Regions from separate parts of the Mus musculus genome. Here regions 1, 2, 3, 4 and 6 are each linked to region 5. The links are chromatin contacts, called in public HiChIP or PLAC-seq, Micro-C and promoter capture Hi-C maps. All regions are on one chromosome and are shown on one strand. Each heading gives the region's core, a stretch centred on a gene start, on an enhancer-like site or on the middle of the called end of the contact. The rest is flanking DNA. Distances are from core to core; before and after follow the strand shown. Region 1 holds the start of Paqr4 (progestin and adipoQ receptor family member IV). Region 2 holds the start of Flywch1 (FLYWCH-type zinc finger 1). Region 3 holds the start of Elob (elongin B). Region 4 holds the start of Srrm2 (serine/arginine repetitive matrix 2). Region 5 holds the start of Tbc1d24 (TBC1 domain family, member 24). Region 6 holds the start of Nthl1 (nth (endonuclease III)-like 1 (E.coli)).

Region 1 (2,881 bases), core at 151-2,650, 470 kb after region 5:
TGCCAGCGAGATGGACACCCGAGATATTATGCAGCACCCTACCTCGACCTTGTGCCCCTTTAAAAGCAGCTCGGTCTCTGATCATCTCGGGAAGACCAGAAGATCGGACAGGAAGCATCCAGTGCTATTTGGGAACTTGGCCTGACCCTTGGGGTCCAGATGACTGAAGCCAAAGGACAAAGGGAATCCAACACCCTAATTCATGGACCTTGATGTGATGGGTGGTGTTTGGTTTCAGGGTTCTTTGCGCCTCTTTTGGGGATGGTCCTGGACTGCTGCCCTCGATGAAAGGTTAGGGGCCAACAAAAGTGATCTAAAGCCGGGCGTGGTGGCGCATGCCTTTAGTCCCAGCACTCGGGAGGCAGAGGCAGGAGGATTTCTGGCCAGCCTGGTCTACAAAGTGAGTTCCAGGACAGCCAAGGCTATACAGAGAAACCCTGTCTCAAAAAACAAAACAAAACAAAAACAAAAACAAAACAAAAGTGATCTAAAGACTCAGTATAGACTTAAAATAAAAGGCCTATTTTGGTAGAGGCTTTAGCAAGTTCTTTGCGCGAGGAAGAACCTGTCGATAAGGGTGTGGGCAGGGGGGCTGCAGGTGGGATGCTGGGTGTCCACACTGTGAGCTTTCTTATGAGAGGATGTGGAAGTTGGTCTTGGGTAGTTTTATGAGGAAGAAGCGCCTTCCTTGTCCCTGCCAGAGTAGAAGAGAACCGACCTTGCTTCCCTGGTCTCCTGCCTTTGCCCGTTCCTTGCCTGTACTGGGCAGGGCTAAGGGTGTGCTTTGTGGGCGATAAAAGGGAGTGAATTGGGTGGAACCCAAGCTCGAAGCAGCCTGGCCGGAAGGGCTGGGCCTCGCTAAGGGTTCCAGGTGCACCACACATCTTAGACGCTTGGGTTCCCCGCCAATGGAAATATGCCTCCAAAGTGGGTAAGCGCCTGCGCTGCTCAGGACTCTTCTGGGGGGTGTGGGGGGTGGTGGTGGGGCGCTTAGCCAGCAGCACCTTGGACAGAGTCTGACTGTGGGTTTAGAGCTGGGTAGCCGGGTTATGTGCTTGAGGTAGGTGCCCAAAGGTGCGGCAACCTGAAGGTCATTAAGAAAGCTGGGGTGTGATAATGTTGGTAGACCCAAGGTGCTAGGCCACTCCAGTGGAGGAGCCCGACACAGAAACTCGCGTCGCAAGCCAACAGCCACTCCACGCAAAGAAGGCTGGAACCGCATATGTTAAAAAGAGAAGGCATGGGCGGTCTCGGGGCGGAGCATCTCCGTCCGCAGAGCCCATTGGTCCCTGCAACAAGAACGTCAGGAATCCAGCGCGCGAAACACAGGCAGGGTGGCGGGGGCGAGGAGCCGGGGTGGAGCCTGCTGTCCCCTCCGGCGTCCGGCCGCGCCCGTCCTCCGGGCTGCGGCGAGACGCCTGGCTGCCGTTGCGGCCAACCGGAGCTCTCCCTCCGCCGCTCTGCTACGGTGGAGCTGAATGCACTGAGCTCCGACCTGGGGTTGCCAGCTTTCTCTCCCTTGCGGGGGCGTCGAACTCGCGCGTGCGCAGCGCGTGAGGGAAGGGGGCCGGGACCTCCTTGCTGACCCGGGCAGGGCCACCGGATAGCCGGAGGTGAATCGGGATGAGCTTCCCAGCGCTGCAGCTCCACTGAGAAGGAAGCCCAGGCGCAGAGGGTCGCCGGTCGGCCGCAGTGCGTGAGGCCATGGCATTCCTGACCGGGCCTCGTCTCCTGGACTGGGCTAGCTCGCCGCCGCACCTGCAGTTCAATAAGTTCGTATTAACCGGCTACCGGCCGGCCAGCAGCGGCTCGGGCTGTCTGCGCAGCCTTTTCTACCTACACAACGAGCTGGGCAACATCTACACACACGGTAGGTGAGCCGCGCCCCGATTCACGCTTCTTGCACTCGCGGCCGCCTTGCCTGTGAGCACAGCAGCCCCCCAAGCTCAAGTCCTGGACTGTCCCTGCTCTGGTTGGGTCAGGCGCCGCGGTGACAAAGCTGCCATTGTCCCAAGCTTCGTTGCCAGCTCCTGCTTTCCCAGTAGTGCCCCAAAGCAGGACAGGGGAGCAGAGTGAGAGCCAGCTTAATCCGGCTGAGCTCTAGGGGTAAGAATCCTGGTATCCCCTTGATAATCCTGCGCCTTGGGCACCCTCCCCCTCCAGCGCTCATCCTGGAGATGGGCGTTCACTGGCTAGGAGGAATTGGAGAGAAGACTGCCCCTGCCTGACCCAAGCCCTTCCTCGCGATAGCCTTGAGTCCCCACGACCATAGCAGTACCGTGGGGCTCCGCTTTCCCCCACCCCGCCCCCCAACACACTTCTTGCGGGCCCCTAGAGCTCTGCTGACACAGCCCTGGCCTGTCCTTGAGCCGCCCCAGCTGGGAGAGGGAACTAGAGCCAGCTAGGTTTAGACTTGGGCTTTTCTCTAGAGGAAGAGCGCTATTGTCTAGTCAGACCCCCACCAAGAGTGGGGCTGATGCCTGCATTTGTCCTCTATTAAGGCAATGCCAACTGGTTGTGGGGAAGGGAGGAATGTCCAAGAAAGGCCAGCACTGGAAAGAACAGAGCTGAAAGCGCCCCAGTGGAGACAGGATAGGCTTCTTCCAGTCCTTTCCCCTCATTCTGGCCTTTCCTGGCTTTCTTTATGGAAAACAAAAAGACCCAAAGCCTCCATCTGCCTGGACATTTGACAATGTTAAGTAACCCTGAGGCTGGTATGTCCCTCCTGTCCTAATCAGAACTCAGGCTGAGGTCATGCTTCTCCAGATTTCTGCAGGACGGACAGACAGACAGACAAGACAGACCTGGTCTGGCCTCCTGTGTGGCAGGGAGGAACTGTGGCTTTAGCCAGGAATTGGTCTGCCCTGGTTCATCATCCTCT
Region 2 (2,841 bases), core at 177-2,676, 430 kb after region 5:
CCTCTGTCTCCGCAATTCTGAGTTTACAGGCTTGCCCCGCCACACAGGGCTTCCCATTTTCTCTCTAAAAGTTAAAAGTTTTTTAACTTTTAGATTTCTGAAACCAAAACCAAAACCAAAACCCTTATCTTTCTCTTCTACTTACTTATTCACCTATATTGTTGTTTTTAAAACCCAGGGTCTCATGTAGCTCAGGCTTGCCTTACATTCACTATGTAGCTGATGAAAGACTTGAATTCCTGATTCTCTTGCTTCTGTTTCATTTGTGCCACACACATTCAGCTCCTGGATTCTTATTTAAATATGCGATCTGTTATTGTCACTATTTCAAATCTCAGATAGTCCTGGATTGGGAGAGGGGGGTATCTAAGGGTTTCAACGTGCTGCATAAGAATGTTCTTTGGAGGGCTGGCGAGATGGCTCAGTGGTTAAGAGTGCCGACTGCTCTTCCGAAGGTCCAGAGTTCAAATCCCAGCAACCACATGGTGGCTCACAACTATCCGTAACGAAATCTGATGCCCTCTTCTGGAGTGTCTGAAGACAGCTACAGTGTACTTACATATAATAAATAAATAAATCTTAAAAAAAAAAAAGAATGTTCTTTGGAACTGGCTCAGTTATGAAGACCATTGGGCTGCTTCCAAAGGACCCAGCCTTGATATCCAGCACCCACATGGTGGTTCATAACTCTGGGCAACTCCAGGAGATCCTATGCCCTCTTTTGGCCTCCACAGGCACCAGAAATGCACATGGTGTACAGATACACATGCAGACAGAACATCCAAATACATTTTAAAAATACACTTAAAATATGTCAGAGTTATGTTTTTTAAAAAATAAAAAAGAAAGGAAGGAAGGAAGAAAACTGGGTGGCAGTGGCGCATGCCTTTGATCCCAGTACTCACCGTGCTAGGGTGGCAGAGGCAGGCTGATCTCTGAGTTTGAGGCCAGCCTGGTCTATAGAGAGCATTCCAAGACAGCCAGGGCTACGGAGAGAAACCCTGTCTTAAAATAAAAATAAAAATAAAAAATAAAGAAATAAAATACTTAAAATGTAAAAAAGAAAGTTCTGAAGGTCACAGGCCTAAAGACGCACTTAAGCCAAAGCTACAACTTCGTAAGAATGCAGTCAAATCCTATAAAAGTCCTGTTCTCTCTATCAATAGCGCTGTCATCCTTTTAGTGATGACTCCCAGCCTGCATCCTTGCTACAAATTCACCTGTCGCCCCGCCCTCCCGGATGCAGTAGCGGGACCATGGGTTGTCCCGCCTTCTTCCTTGTTAGTAGACCCGCCCCTGATGCTGATTGGCTAGGGTGTCAAGTTGACACTGCGCAGAGAAGACCCGGAGAAGTGGTATCCGCCTCAGGAATGGCTCCGCGCCTCTGCTGCGCATGCTCGCTAGTAGTTTCTAGGCTTCCCAAGCAGGCGTCTCGCGGGGGCGCGCGCGCGGGCACGGGCTCGCTCCCCAGGGGGCAGTTGGCGGCGGGAGCGGGCGGCGGGGTCGTGGTTCCTAGAGCAGCCCCGGCTGCTAGGCCGGCGCCTGCGTTGGCGGACACTCACACGAAGGATCGGGTGGCTCAGCCGCCGGAGAGGCAGGGCCCGCTGCCGTCGGTGAGGACGGGCCCCTGCGGGCGGGAGGGTCGGACCAGCGGAGCGATGCCTGGTCCGGCTATCCTGGGGTCGCGCCCGGTGCTGGGGAGGGGCCCCAGCTCTGTAGCTCGGGCATGGGGTGCTTCTTTGTCGGACATCCACGATGCGCCTCCTTTCTACCTGATCTCTCCATCAACCCACTCGACTCCTGTACCGATCTTAACACCTCTAAATCCGGGACCACACATTCGCCCATCTTCCTTGAACCGTGTCCACCCATTGCATGTCCATCCAGCTCTGTCCTCCGTCGCGGCCCATCCTTGGCGGCCGCAGGTCCCAATGACCTTGCACTTTTTGCCGGTTGTTACCCCTCCTCGTTCAGACTATAGGTTGCCCATTGTGGCTTTCAAACTTTGTGACGCATTCTAGACTGAGAAAGATGTTTTATGTGTATATTCTGTGCCTGAAGATAGATTTCGTGAATCGCAAGTTTAAAGAGAGTCGCTTACCAATCTCACATGACGCAGATCTATTTAGGCTGTGTTCTAATTCATTCCTTTCTGTTCCGTTCCATTCCATTCCAAATGACTGACTTGCTAACCCATTGATTCAAGACCTAGCTTATCTGACAGTTTTAAACCCCCCTTTACTCCTTACTCTACAATCAGATAACCATCCCCAAGAAAGATCTTTTTGTTATGATGTTTTGTTTTTAACTTCTTTGCTTTCCAGGGTCCTTACCATTGCTGGGGCTTGGTTTAGATTTCTGGTATGTTTATCTCATTGTTCTCCCAAGTGCCACTAGTCTGACTTGTGGGAACAAAACAGCATATGAAGTAGAGGAGAGCTGATAATACATGCTCACTTATGCAGATGAAGATGGCTTTGCTGGGGGAGGGATGTGAAGCTGAATTGTTAGGTAAAGGAATCCGTCTAGCCAAGATTCTCATCTAGGAGGATTGCGGAAATCTATCAGTTGGCTTCCCACATCTCATGTGGGTTTTCCTTATCATTCTGAGTGTGTGTTTGTGTGTCTCTGTGCATGCATACACAAGGCTGTTTATCACTCTCTGCCTTATTCCTTTTTGTTTGTTTGTTTCAAGACAGGGTTTTTCTATGTAGCCCTCATCTGTGGGCTTCAGGTGGGCCTCAAATTCACAGAGCTCCTCCACCCCCTGCCTCCTGAGTGCTGGAATTAAAGGTATGTATCACCATGTCCTGCTGCAGCGTCTGCATTGCTGAATCGCTT
Region 3 (2,821 bases), core at 39-2,538, 380 kb after region 5:
CAGAATTCTATTAACATGGTGTGGGGACTAGAAACTTGCTGGGGAGGTCTGGGAACTGTTACTAAGTAGCTGAGGATGTCTGGAAACTGCTGCTGACCCACTGTCCTTGCATCAGACGAGGTAGTTGGGACAGTCCATTACCTGGACATGAAGGCTGGAGCCTAGGGTTTTGTTTTGTTTTGTTTTTTTAAATCATCAATTGACTTCCCTGGACTTGCCCAGTTTTTAGGCCTAGTGTCCTTAACTGCCAATTTGAAGTCTGTCGTGAAGTCAGCCTAGCCTTCTCAAGGCTGTTAAAAACAATGGTCTCCAAGTAATCAGGATTTCCCCAGGAATCTCATGTTGGAATAAGGAAGGGTTTGACCTGAAACAGATGTCACAGCTCATCAGGCCATCTTGTAGGACAGTCAAATGATGGGCCATACCTTGCCTAACACTACTCATTTGTTCCATTTCAGTTTAAACAAACTCCACAGTCGACTTGGGAAAGTCACTGGACCTCTTCTTATGGCCACATTAAGTAAACCTATCAATGCTTTTCACTATTAACACTTTTTAGTTGGTGTACTGGGACCAGGTGGCCAAGTCTAGCTAGAGTGGACCCTAATAACTACAGCAGAAGTCTCGAAGAGCAATAGTTTCTCTAGCTCCTAAGAGGCCACAAAGCATGGCTGAATTGGATTTAACAAACCCTTAGACCCAAGCCTAGAGCTGGATGAGGAGAATACACAGTGGTGATCTTAGATCCAAAATTGTACATCGTCTCAAAATGGCTGTAAAGTTACCCCTCACATTCCCTGCAAGAGCTTGACCCATAAATAAACGTGGGCTGGAGAGATGGCTCGATGATTATGAGGACTGGCTGTTCTTCGAGGAGTTAGCTAGGTTCGATTTCCTGCACCCCACACGACCAGAGGACCCGACGGCCCTCTTCTGGCCTTCCCAAGCATTGCATGTAACAGTTGCATAGGCATAAATGCAGATAAAACACTCATATAAAATTGTTCATGGCAGATATGCATGAGTAGCTCTCCGTGACTCACTCTCTACGCCCCAAAGCAAGCCCAGCTTGCACCACGGATCCGAGACGGGCTCAATATATAACCACCTATAACCCAGACACCGAGATGGCGGCCAAGCACAGGAAGTGGCTTCCGGATCGCTTAAGATGGCCGCAACGGCGTGGGAGGGGCTGCAGGATAGGGGGCGGGGCGGGCGGGGCCGCGCAGAGCACGCTGGGTCGCGCTTGGGCTGCCGGGAAGGGGCGGAGCGCGGCCGCGCCGGCGCGTCGAGCCAGAAGCAGCCGCCGGGATGGTGAGCGGGCGCGGGGGGGAGGGGCGCGGGGCCGGGGGCGGCGGGGGCTCCGGGGCCACGCCGGGGGCCGCGGGCTAGCGCTGACGCGGGCCCGCCGTCCTCAGGACGTGTTTCTCATGATCCGGCGCCACAAGACCACCATCTTTACGGACGCCAAGGAGTCGAGCACCGTGTTCGAACTGAAGCGCATCGTCGAGGGCATCCTCAAGCGGCCGCCAGAGGAGCAGCGGCTTTACAAGGTGCGACGAGCGGGCGTGGCGGTTGCGCGCGCGGGGGTCCAGACAGGACACTTAACAAGGAGGTCTCTTGATCGTGCTGAAGAGCCGGCAGCATCAGGTCTCCCGGCAGCCGCCCCGCCCTGCCAGGCCGTCTTGCTCAGCGGTTGGGGAAACCGAGGCCTCGATAATCTTACGCAGCCGAAGGTCGTGGCAGAGCCAGGGTTTGTTCCTGGCTAGCCACCTTCGGCCTGTCGGGAGCCCACCGGAATCCCACTGTCACAGGGTGGGGTGGAACTCGAGGAATGCAAGTGTTGTTTAGAAGATAGGTCAAGATCCCACCAGTGATTCACCCAGCCAGTGTTTACCCTCGCCAGTCTTCTGATGTTCTAGAAACACTTGGCATTCAAGCTCACCTCCAGAAGCCAGCTCCAGTTTTGAATAAGCTAGCCTGCGGAGTTGGGTCCTCATGCCCCAATCCCGAGTCAGGCTTCCCAGAAGCGTGCCAGTAATCTAAATACATTGAGCTAATTCCAGCTGTAACTCCAGATTAGAGCCTGGATTCATGTCTCTAAAGGGCTTTTCTCACTGATACCCACTGATCTTTTTCTTGAAAGACCCTCTGCTGGTCTAGGAACCACATAGTGTTTTTAGTGCTGCTTTCTATGCTCCTCATAATTCCCGTTTTAAGGTTAAGGTTGATTTTTAAAAGAAAGGTGGGGAGTGGAGAGAAAAACTTGATAGGACTCAGGGGTGCAGCTGTGTTTAGTGTTAACATAACCTGTATGAAAGCCTAGGTTAGATCACCAGGCGGAAAAAACTGGGCAATAATCCTGTTTGGGAGCTAGATGTAGGAGGATCAGAATTTCAAGAACAAAATACTGTTTGAGATATTTTCTCAAAAAAAAAAAAAATTCCAACTACCTTTTGAATTAGATATATCTAGAGAGCTTGGAAAAGCCAGAATTCAGAGGCCTGTGAGTTTTATTTTTGTGTGTGTGATACCTGCTCTCATACAGTCCAGGTGCTCAGGTGCTCTGGAGGCCAAAGGGATCAGATCTCATGGAAGTGGAATTGTGAACCAATCTATATGGGTGCTAGAAAATGCCCTTGGAAGTCTCTGCCAGAGCTTTTAGCTGCTGTAAGCCATCAGTGCAGTCAGAGCTGGAAATTCTTGGATATAGTCCTGGAATATGTGTTTTATACTTAGGGATGCCTCTTCCTAAGTTCCTCACCTAAGTTGGCTGTCTTTGGGACCTTAGGACCTCTCCCTAAACCCTGCTTCTCTCTTC
Region 4 (3,251 bases), core at 129-2,628, 400 kb after region 5:
CTTTTGAATCCACAATTAAGAGACATCTTAAAAGAACTGTAAGATGGAAACAGCAAGGAAGAACGTCATCACCAAGTAATGGCTGACTGAAGCCAGGCTATTAAGTCAAGAATTTTTTCCCCATCGAAAAGCTCTAAAAGGCTTAGCTTTAATATTTGAGGAGACCTTTTTAAAAACAGGGTAGGAGCCGGGTGTGGAGGCAGAGGCAGACGGATTTCTGAGTTCGAGGCCAGCCTGGTCTACAGAGTGAGTTCCAGGACAGCCAGAGAAACCCTGTCTCCGGGGAAAAAAAAAACAAAAAACAAAAACCAGGGTAGGAGCCAGACATGGTGTCTCATGCCTTTGATCCCACAGAGGCAGGCAGATTTCTTGAGTTCAATGCTAGCCTGATCTACACGGTTAGTGCCAGACCAACCAAGACTATTTAGAGGCCCTAGCTCATAAAACCAAACCGTAAAAAAGAAATAAAATAACAGGGTTGAAAGGAGCACATTGGTCTTCCTTATACACGCAGGCTGAATACTTTCGCGGTTTTATTATCCTCACTTTTTAAGACTTGGGGATCCCCCACCCCCACGCACACACTCACAGCCTCTGATACTAACGAGGACGAACGGTTTAAATCCTGGCCTCCGAAAGTTCAAGGCCTCCTCCCGCCGCCCACTGGGCAGCCCAGCTTATTTTCGGCCTCGAGGAGGGGGGAGGGGGCCACGCGGCGCCCCGCGGTCTGGGCGGCTCTGGCCGTTTCTCAGGCCCCTAGCAGGGCCCGTGGACCCACGCCGGAGCCGATCGAGGAGAGGTACCAGCAGGTCCGAAGCTCGGGCGGGGGACAAGTACCTCCGCTGCCGCCCTCTCCCCGCCCCCTAAAAGACCGAAGAGGACGACCGCGGAACGACGGCCTCCTCAGCCCCAGGTAGAGCAAAGGAGAGAAGCAGAGCCTCGCGCAATGCTGTCTCACCGGGGGCGCGCGGACGAGACCAGGCGGCCGCGCGCGCCGCGGCCGTGTGGGGGAGGGGCGGAGGAGTTGAAGGCCGCGCGTCCCAGGAACCGCGGGAGGGGGAGGGGAGGAAGGGAAGGCGACCGCGCCGGCCGAGGCGACGAGCACGCGTGCGCGCGGCGGCCTGGGCCGTTCTCCCCGCGCTCTAGCCTCCGGCCCAGCCCGCCGCCCCTCCCCCACCCGGCTAGCGCGCTCCCTTTCTCTCACCCGCCGCCGCCGCCTCCGGCCGCCGACTGTCAAACAGGGAGGTCCCGCCGCAGCTGCTGCTTAAGTTTTCGTATCCCTCGGAGCCTGAAGCCGCCGCCTCGTCGGTCCGCCCGCCTCAGCCGCCGCCGCCGCCGCCTCCTCGCTTCCTCAGGGGCCGCAGCGGGCTTCGACTGCGCCACTCGCACCCCGCCTGGGCAGCGTTGCGCGTCAGCACGACCTAGTGCGTCAGCACGCAATCATGAGAGCCGCTGGGCCCTCTGGGAACCGTAGTGCGTCGTGCGCAGGCGTTGAAGCCACAAGGAGGACCTTAGGCGAAGGGACGTGCTACTGAAAAGTCGAAAAACCCCGAGTCCCGTCGGGCACTGCGGGGAAAGGCGTGGCTCCGTACCGAAGCTGCAAGGTCGGCTGAAAAAAAACTTCTGTAGGAGGGGGGAGGGGCGCGGGGGCCGCAACCCACAACACCCGGGAGTAGCTCAGACGCACGCCTTCCGCGCACAGAGTTCTGGGAGCTGTAGTTCGGTTTTAGAGAGAAAACGCGTAAGACTCCTCCGCTAGGCAGGGTCGCCATTTTATGTGACCGTGTTGGGTGGCAGTGGCTCAGCAGCTTTACCTAGTCACTGTGACCATGGTTTTCTTTAATGTGTACGAGGCCCCACAGCACCGAGTCTTCTTCGCAGGAAGAGGTGCTTCAGAGTCAAGCCACCTGACAGCTCTGGAGCCACTTGAACCCGGCTTCTGGCCCAGTATCCGGTGCTTTCCACAGTTTCCACCTCTGTAGTCCTATCTGAAGTGGGGCTTGCAGACCACTAAAAAATACTTTCTCTTACCTTTGGGCAAAGAGACTAAGTGATTACTTTTCGCCTATAGAGACTATGCCATGTAAGTGGAGGAATGTGAGAATGCAGTTCCATTTCCTGGCCCTATAGCACGGTTCCGGGAGTTTGTCCCAGTGCCTCTCACTCGGTAGCAAGGGCCCCACCACTGAGGCACTGAAAGATCCTGGCAGAATGTAAAAGGACACAGAAGCCCTGAAATTGGCAAGATAGACGTCAGTGTTAGCAGAACTAGCTTCACTGATTTAGAAAAATAGAGGTGCACAATGCTCTGGCCACTCCTTGAACCTGTGTGTCTGCCAATGTTCTGACCAGGTGTGTGCTCATTGCTGCACCTTCATTAGACTCTCCTTGTACCCCTCCATACCCATTTCTTGAGAATAGACATTGTTTAGATCTGGAAATCCCCTAATCTCCCCCTTCTCCTTTCCCCCCTGAGGGCCTATAAAAACTGGAAACTCTTTCCCCTCGAGGACGACTCCTCTACCCCTGCGTGGGATATGAGTTGTCCCCAGAGCTCTGGCTTTCCCCAAATAAAGCCTCATGTGGTTTGCAACAAGCTCGGTCTGTCATGAGTTCTTGGGTGTCCGATATTGTCCTGAGGCCTGAGCGAGGGGCTCCTCTCGGAGTCTTTCAGCACTCCCTGCTCATCATATTTCTTCGTCTTCCTTTTCATCTTCGTCTTCCCCTCCTCCTTCTTTTAACTTAGTGTGTTAACAAATATACGCATGTTTGTCTGTTGAAGGTGCACATGCGTGCAGTGCCTATAGAGGTCAGAGGTCAGATCCCCCAAAGATACGGTTAAGGGGCTTGGGAGGCAGCTTAGGTGGGTGCTGGAGCCAAACTTAGCTCCTCTGAATGAACAATTCTAAGGTCTCACTGAGCCGTCCCTCCAGCCTACTCCCATTAATTTTTAAAAGTCCTTTTTCCAGGGCTGATTAAAAGGTAGTCTTCCCCGGGGGGGGGGGGGGGGGGATAGGGAACTTTCGGGACAGCATTTGAAATGTATATAAAGAAAATATCTAATAATAAATAAATAAAAAGACACGAGGAAAAAAAAGTAGTCCCCCAGGAAGCAGAGCTGTAGGAAGCTGACCTTGTAGCCTTCAAGATAATGCCAGGTGGCCTTAACAGATGAGTATGAGAAATTAGATCTCGTATTGTTGTTTCTTTTCAATTTACCAACAAAAGGATATACTCAGGTATTAGAATTC
Region 5 (3,247 bases), core at 259-2,758:
CCCTCTAGTGGGTGACCTCTTCATGTCTCTCCTAAGCCATTTGGACATTCTATGCTTCTCTATACAGACCCCTCCGGCCCTGCCCCACTTAACCTGATCGCTTTTCCACGCCCCCCCCGCAGCGGTGCAGGTGGCAGTGGGTGCACGCGGTGAGGCCCGCGGCTCGTGGACACGCTTTCCGGTAGCGGTGCTTGCTGTGTTCCGCAGCGGCGAGGAACGCGCTCGACGCGGGAGCAGCGCGCTGTGGGTACCAACTCTAGACGCGGCCTGCGGTTGCCCGCGCCTCCTGCCCGGCCGGCGTTACTTGCTGCTGGGAGGTGGGCCGGGGGCTGCAGCTGGGAGCACAGCGGGCCGGGGACAGGGGCTCAGTGCTGCCCGTGGAAGCCTCGTGCTGCCTTGGAGAGACGCCTGGACCCGGCGCCTGCGGAGGCTGCAGAGGAGAGAGCGGCGGGGGCGCTGCGGGACCGCCTGAATCTGCAAGCTGGGCGTGGACTGGGCGGACTCAGCTCTCTTATCACTGGGCGCGGCGCGTTCATCAGAGCACTAGGCTGGAAGTGTCACGTGCATCGCCATCTAATTTCCCCCTACCCCCATCCCCGCTTGAAACCTATTTGGCGATACCCTACCCCCAACTTAGAGGAGTATGATGGCCCCTAAGAGCTATCTGGAGGCTCCTAGGGCAGCTCAGAGGACCCTGATCTTATCCCTCTTGGCTGATACCCGACGTCTCTTAAAGGTGTGAACCCGCCTATTCCCAGGGGATGCTAGGATGATCCCTCTGGGGTTTGAGCACATCCCACGGGCCAATGTGATTCATCAACTCTCTGATGCTGTGATACACTAGAGTTCTCCAACCTCTCCAAAACCACTGTTGCCACCATAATTGCCTGTACACCGCTGCAGGGGCTGTGGCTCAATTGCACAGCCAAGACAGCGACGTCTCTGCCCTCCAGCCGGGAATGTACAAAGAGTATTGTAGGCTCCCCTGTCCAGTGTCATGGATCTTGTCCCCATATCCATTCTGGCCTGCCTCTGCCGGTCACGTGACCGTGTCCCCATCCGCAGCTGCATCACTGCCTGTGTCCCATATCTTTCTTGTTCCGTTGTACCCTTTTCTGGGGTCCATCCAGCTGTCGCTTTCTACCACGACTCCTACCAGTCTTGGCCTCTTGGCTCCATGACACAGGTCCTGCCCCTAGCTAGGAGCCCTACACTCTATCCGCTCAAGACTGGACGTCGAGAAGGGGCAGATCAGGTCCACGTGTGACCGGACCAGAGGCGACTTCCACGGGCAGCCGTCGGAGTTCTAGTCGTCCGTGACTTTGCCTTACACCAGGCGCTAGGGTCCCCACCTCTTTAGGCGAGCCCCCGCCCCTTAGCGCGGGAACCGCTGTTTGGCTAGCGCATGCTCCCGACTTGGCCGCCGCCGGGCGCAAATGCGCATGCTCAGAGCCGGCAGCACTGAGACGCGGGGCACTCGGGGTGGGCAGCCCGCAAGCGCGTGCTTGTGGGGCGGGGCCGCCTACGCGCGTGCGCAGAAAGTCCAGTGCGGTCCAGCGGAGAGCCGAAGGGAGAGGTGCGGTGCGGCGCGCCGAGGTGGGTGCGCGGCGGGGGCGTGGCGGCTGGACGCGGGGTGTGGGGGTGTCACTGCCACGGTGCGCTGACCGGCGGCACGGATGTACTGAGGGAGGGGGGCACGGGTTGTGCTCCGTGTCTTGGTCGCTGCGGGTTAGGGGGCTCCAGAGTCTAATGCTGCGTGCGTGACGTGGGCCCCGGAGTCAGAACCCTTTGGGCAGGCCCGGCTTTCCTCGATCATCCCTGCCTTCTCTGGGCTCTGTGTCGTGGGCAAGAACTGCCTCTGTGTCAACCTTCCCTTGGGGCACTTTCCGTCCCTGCGGAATAGGAAATCCTCTTTCTGTATTCGTTCGAAATTGCAGCAGTGTTCATATACCTTTGCCCTCGGAGACCTGCAACAACCCAGGCCCTTCACTTGCCAAAGATGACACAACTGCCCACCTGAAGCTTAGGGACTTTCCCAGCCTGAGAGCCCTATCCAGCCAGTGTCCCTGACATGCCTTGGTCACCTGTGCCTTAGCTTGGCCCTGTGCTTCAGGAGTTTTGAATAACAGCTGGAGGGCAGAGCTGGCACCACACGGGGTGGGCTGCACATGACAGAAGTCAGTCTGCTGGGTGCTGGCAGCCTGACCACAGATTTTCCTTGACAGACCTGACTCAGTTCAGAAATAGTGCTCTGGCCTTCTTGGATGGGGACTCACTGGGCTAACTTTAAAGGCCAAAGATTGTCTAGCCCAGCCCGGACATATGCAGGCATAGGTTGGCCATTTGGGCGGTTGTGTTGCTGTCTTTCCAAGGTAAATAAAGGATTTTCCTTGTCTCACCATGTTCTGCTGGAAGGTCAGCAAGCTACTCCCAGGCAGTTGGTACAACTGTCCCATGGCATGCGTTGCCATGTCATCTACTTGGGGACAATGACTCCATTCTCATTTTCACACCCCTGTCCCCAATAGGCACCTGTCATTGTTCACTGAATTGTTGTGGAGATGGCTGTATTTGTGTTCTCTCAAGCTCTATCTGATGTCAGTTCTGGGTTGGTGTCAAGACCAACCCAGACGACAAATGGTTAAGAAATTTCAAATATTTGATAGTGACCATTCATATTGAGTGCTATGAGGGCTCTGTGTGCTTCCTTGATGATTAATCCTCACCTAATCTCCCCAGTACTCAGATAAAGACTTAGGGTAGTGACAGCTGTATTTAGAATCTAGTCTGCGTGTGGATAGGCCTGGAGCCACATCGTGTTGTCCCTGTTCCCCCATGGTCTGGCATTCAGTTAGCCAGGCACTCTCTTAAGTGCTTGTTGGAGGGAATAAAGATGCCACTTTTTGAATGCTACATGTCAACTAGTGAACTAGCAATGTAGTGGCTTTTGGCTGGATTAAGGGTGACCTTTTGGGTTTGCAGAAGTACTCTAGTAATCTAGGTAGGGTTTTCATAACAACAATCAAATTTACCTCCCTGGGAGTGCAAACTCACCTGCCTGTGTTCCCTACTAGCTCTGAGTAACCACCCTTGCCAGGACTGTCTGGCAAGTCTCAGTGACCTTGGGCACACAGCATTGCTCCTAATCCTTATTAGAGACTGAGCCAACCTCTGAAGACATAGTAAAGTGTTTAAAGTACACAAGACAATGAAGTGGGTTGTAAAAAAAAAAAAAAAAAGATTTGCC
Region 6 (2,970 bases), core at 427-2,926, 430 kb before region 5:
GACAGGTGATGTACGTTGTACATGTTCTAAGGTTATGGGAGGAGCGCATCTTCCTGGGTATGTATGTATGTATGTATGTATGTATGTATCCTCCTGTATGGCAGCAGGGAGAGCTGGCAGGTCTTGCTCTTTTTCTGGTAGAGACCTAAAAGGAAGTAAGCACCTTGCTGGATAGGCGGAGGTGTTGCATACCTTCGGGGAGGCACTTGCATCATAGCAGTGCTCGGCGCCTAGCTGGTCCACAGGTGCATCCTTCTTGCTTCTCATGATGCGGATGTTGGCCAGTTGCTGCTGCCAGTTCTGGGGCTCCCAAACGGGCACTTTGAGGGGCTCAGCATCTTCGCCTTCCTCACCATTAGCCGCTTCATAGGCCACATGCGTTTTCTGTGTTCTCCGTGGATGTCTCACGGGCCTGTGGCTTTTTCTTCCTTCTGCAAAAAAGTGCCATTCAGTCTTTGGAGTGGGTTTTATATGAGGGTGGGGGAAGGGTGCTGCTTACCTGCCAATCCACATCCCCACACTTGTTTGTGCAACTAACTGTCCATTATCTACCACGATGTGTACAGAAGTGCTGTGCTCTGCCCTTGTCACAACAGTACATGACAGTCTGACAAAGTGCCTGTTAGCACACCGACACTAGTAACAGCCTCTAGGATAATATAACCTCTCTCCTTTGTCCCAAGTCCTTTGAGTTACATTCAAGAGAACCTCTCTCTTCACACCCAAACTGGACAGTGCAACTCCCCTTTCAGAAATCGTTGCATTTAGGATGAGCTCCAAACTCTACTACTATAAAACATTTGCTGCCTTAACAGTATCAACACTTTCTGTGGCCCTTGGCCCTTGCCAAGCCTCAGCCTGGATCCCAGCGGATCTCTACTACTGAACCGATTCTGGGAGACCATTGCTGCCTACGCACACTCCTGCTCTAGCCACTTATGTCTAAGTCCCAGGCGGGGACGGGCTGATAATTACTCCCTGAGTACCACTAGTTGGCACATAGTAGGCCCTTAATGGCTACAGGACAAACACAATGAGTGCCATGCCCTTTCCTGTTTTCTCTCTGGGCCTGTTTTCTTTCAGAACCACCGTCCAGCTGGGAGAGAAGACTTCTAGCTGGGTGTGTTCTTGGCACACAGCCTGGCCCTACAAGAGAGGGAGGCAGCTCTGAGAACAGAGCTGTGTCCCACGGACAGCCTGGAGCAAGTGAATGTCCTAAGCTAGGCTGGTTGGACTAAAACTTTTCACTGGCGATAAGGGTGGATGAATACATCCAGAACCCAGTCTTACGGACCCTGCAGACCCTGCGGGTCCCAGACCCTTGGAAGAAGCTAGAAGTGGGGCCACGTGAGATTTAAGCGTAGCTTCAATTCAAGATTCAAGGCAGCTGCCTACTCCGCGGCGCCTAGAGTTTAGGTCAGATGCTGCGGCCCGGGACGCAAGCCTGGAGCCAAAGTTCCACGTTCCTCCTTTCCTCCAAAACGCCTGCAGGCGCAGAGCTACCTGCAGCAGCCTCTCGCGGGGCGAGCTCCTCCCTACACCCTTCCGACGCGATCCTAGTCGCGCGGCTCCGACTGCGAGTCACCATCCGCACCCCTGAGTTCATGCCTGGGCTGTAAACTACTCCTCCGAGCAGCCCCGCGATCCCACCACTTGCTCAACGCGCACGCGAAACTACAATTCCCAGAGAGCTCAACGCAAATAGTCAGCAAAGCCTCGCCCCCGGAAGTACGGGTTGCGCTTCCGGCAGCTGCCCTGGGCCGGGGGTGTGCGCCCTTCCCTGGGTGCAGGAGGACCTGCGCGCGAAAGGCGCGCGCGGGGTGAGTAGCCCTGGAGGCTCTGACTGCTGGGGCGGGTTGCGATGGTTTGTGTGGTCGCGTCGCGATGGGGTGAGGGGAATTGGTCGTTCTGATTCCAATCCTCCGCCGCTCCCACCGCTGACAAGTCCTAGCGCTTCAAGCCCTCCATTGCGAATGTGAGCGGGCCTCTGCATCTATTCACGCGACAGCTCCTCCTTAACCTAGGGAGAACTAATGGCAATCAACAGGCGGGTCGCTAGAGTAAGCCTATACCTCCGGAGTTGATTTGTGGCTGAGTTCCTCCTGCATGGAGTTGAGTTGCCCCAGAGGCTGTAGGAAGGACAGGTTATTGCCTACCCTTGACCTAGGATTCTGGAGGTTCGCCTCGAGGGCAGAAGGGAGAACCTTTCCTGGGGTGTATCAAATAATATGTTTATTTCTACACAGAGCAGTTCTCTAGTACTGCCCTGCCCACCATGGCCAAACCAACAAGCAAAGATTCCGGCTTGAAGGAGAAGTTCAAGATACTGTTGGGATTGGGAACATCGAGGCCAAATCCCAGGTGTGCAGAAGGCAAACAGACTGAGTTTATCATCACATCGGAAATCTTGAGAGTGAGTGAGTGGCCAATGTCTTGGCTAGCCCAGCACAAAGGCTAGGAAGGCTGGGTTTGTCTGTCATTGGGTTCTGTGGGAGATGGGTTGCTGGTAACCATCTGCATAGGGCTGCTGTCCCCAGTACTGTGGAGACAGATATATGCCTGTCCTCAGGATCTTGGTGTCCTGCTTTAGCACACTTGCCTTAGAAGTTAGGTGTTGTATGAAAACTTATTTTGTTTAGTGTTATGGTAGATAGATGCCCTGTACTCTCTCAGCACGTGAGAGGCAGAGGAGATAGGATTATGAAGTTGGAGGCAACATAATTGTAACCCACCTGAGCTACAGTAGTGAGACTGGGTCCTCCTCTCCTCAAAGATGTTCGTTTCCTTTTTTAAATTGGAGATCCACCCTTTCTTTTTAGGAACTTTTAAAAAAAGATTTATTTATTTAACATACACACACACACACACACACACACACACACACACACACACACACACACACACTGTAGATGACACACCAGAAGAGGGCATCAGATCCCATCACAGATGGTTGTGAGCCACCATGTGGTT

What was found. Promoter capture Hi-C pulls out the DNA fragments that hold promoters and counts their contacts. Hi-C and Micro-C count contacts between places; a contact is called where the count stands out from the background. HiChIP or PLAC-seq counts read pairs in DNA pulled down with a chosen protein or histone mark.
Region 1: a FOXA1 HiChIP or PLAC-seq map of pancreatic cancer cells shows a contact between it and region 5. The contact joins the promoter of Paqr4 here to the promoter of Tbc1d24 in region 5. A contact is called at or near these places in 2 of 39 promoter capture datasets (embryonic stem cells and stem cell-derived epiblast-like cells) and 1 of 115 datasets of contacts at active chromatin or transcription factors (pancreatic cancer cells).
Region 2: a FOXA1 HiChIP or PLAC-seq map of pancreatic cancer cells shows a contact between it and region 5. The contact joins the promoter of Flywch1 here to the promoter of Tbc1d24 in region 5.
Region 3: a FOXA1 HiChIP or PLAC-seq map of pancreatic cancer cells shows a contact between it and region 5. The contact joins the promoter of Elob here to the promoter of Tbc1d24 in region 5. A contact is called at or near these places in 1 of 39 promoter capture datasets (stem cell-derived epiblast-like cells) and 1 of 115 datasets of contacts at active chromatin or transcription factors (pancreatic cancer cells).
Region 4: a contact with region 5 is called in a Micro-C map of embryonic stem cells. The contact joins the promoter of Srrm2 here to the promoter of Tbc1d24 in region 5. A contact is called at or near these places in 3 of 39 promoter capture datasets (cranial neural crest, embryonic stem cells and pre-B cells) and 2 of 484 Hi-C or Micro-C datasets (both in embryonic stem cells).
Region 6: a contact with region 5 is called in a promoter capture Hi-C map of liver, with 4 times the contacts expected there. The contact joins the promoter of Nthl1 here to the promoter of Tbc1d24 in region 5. A contact is called at or near these places in 10 of 39 promoter capture datasets (the 3T3-L1 cell line, cranial neural crest, embryonic stem cells and 6 more).

Annotation. Positions count from the first base shown.
Region 1 is chr17:23,738,849-23,741,729 of GRCm38.p6, reverse strand. Paqr4 (progestin and adipoQ receptor family member IV) reads left to right here and starts at 1,400. Exons shown (of 3, transcript NM_023824.3): 1 at 1,400-1,870. The coding sequence starts at 1,705. Kremen2 (kringle containing transmembrane protein 2) reads left to right here. Exons shown (of 10, transcript NM_028416.2): 10 at 1-531.
Region 2 is chr17:23,770,187-23,773,027 of GRCm38.p6, reverse strand. It overlaps Flywch1 (FLYWCH-type zinc finger 1), which reads left to right and starts at 1,426. Exons shown (of 8, transcript NM_001357994.1): 1 at 1,426-1,613.
Region 3 is chr17:23,827,576-23,830,396 of GRCm38.p6, reverse strand. It overlaps Elob (elongin B), which reads left to right and starts at 1,288. Exons shown (of 4, transcript NM_026305.2): 1 at 1,288-1,314; 2 at 1,419-1,553. The coding sequence starts at 1,312.
Region 4 is chr17:23,801,352-23,804,602 of GRCm38.p6, reverse strand. Srrm2 (serine/arginine repetitive matrix 2) reads right to left here and starts at 1,378. Exons shown (of 15, transcript NM_001368687.1): 1 at 1,205-1,378. It overlaps Gm52285 (a long non-coding RNA gene), which reads left to right and starts at 831. Exons shown (of 2, transcript XR_003952234.1): 1 at 831-913.
Region 5 is chr17:24,203,823-24,207,069 of GRCm38.p6, reverse strand. It overlaps Tbc1d24 (TBC1 domain family, member 24), which reads left to right and starts at 1,508. Exons shown (of 8, transcript NM_173186.4): 1 at 1,508-1,596. It overlaps Ntn3 (netrin 3), which reads left to right. Exons shown (of 6, transcript NM_010947.3): 6 at 123-3,239. The coding sequence ends at 472.
Region 6 is chr17:24,631,388-24,634,357 of GRCm38.p6, reverse strand. It overlaps Nthl1 (nth (endonuclease III)-like 1 (E.coli)), which reads right to left and starts at 1,676. Exons shown (of 6, transcript NM_008743.2): 1 at 1,504-1,676; 2 at 193-431. The coding sequence starts at 1,606. It overlaps Tsc2 (TSC complex subunit 2), which reads left to right and starts at 1,731. Exons shown (of 42, transcript NM_001286713.1): 1 at 1,731-1,820; 2 at 2,247-2,413. The coding sequence starts at 2,276.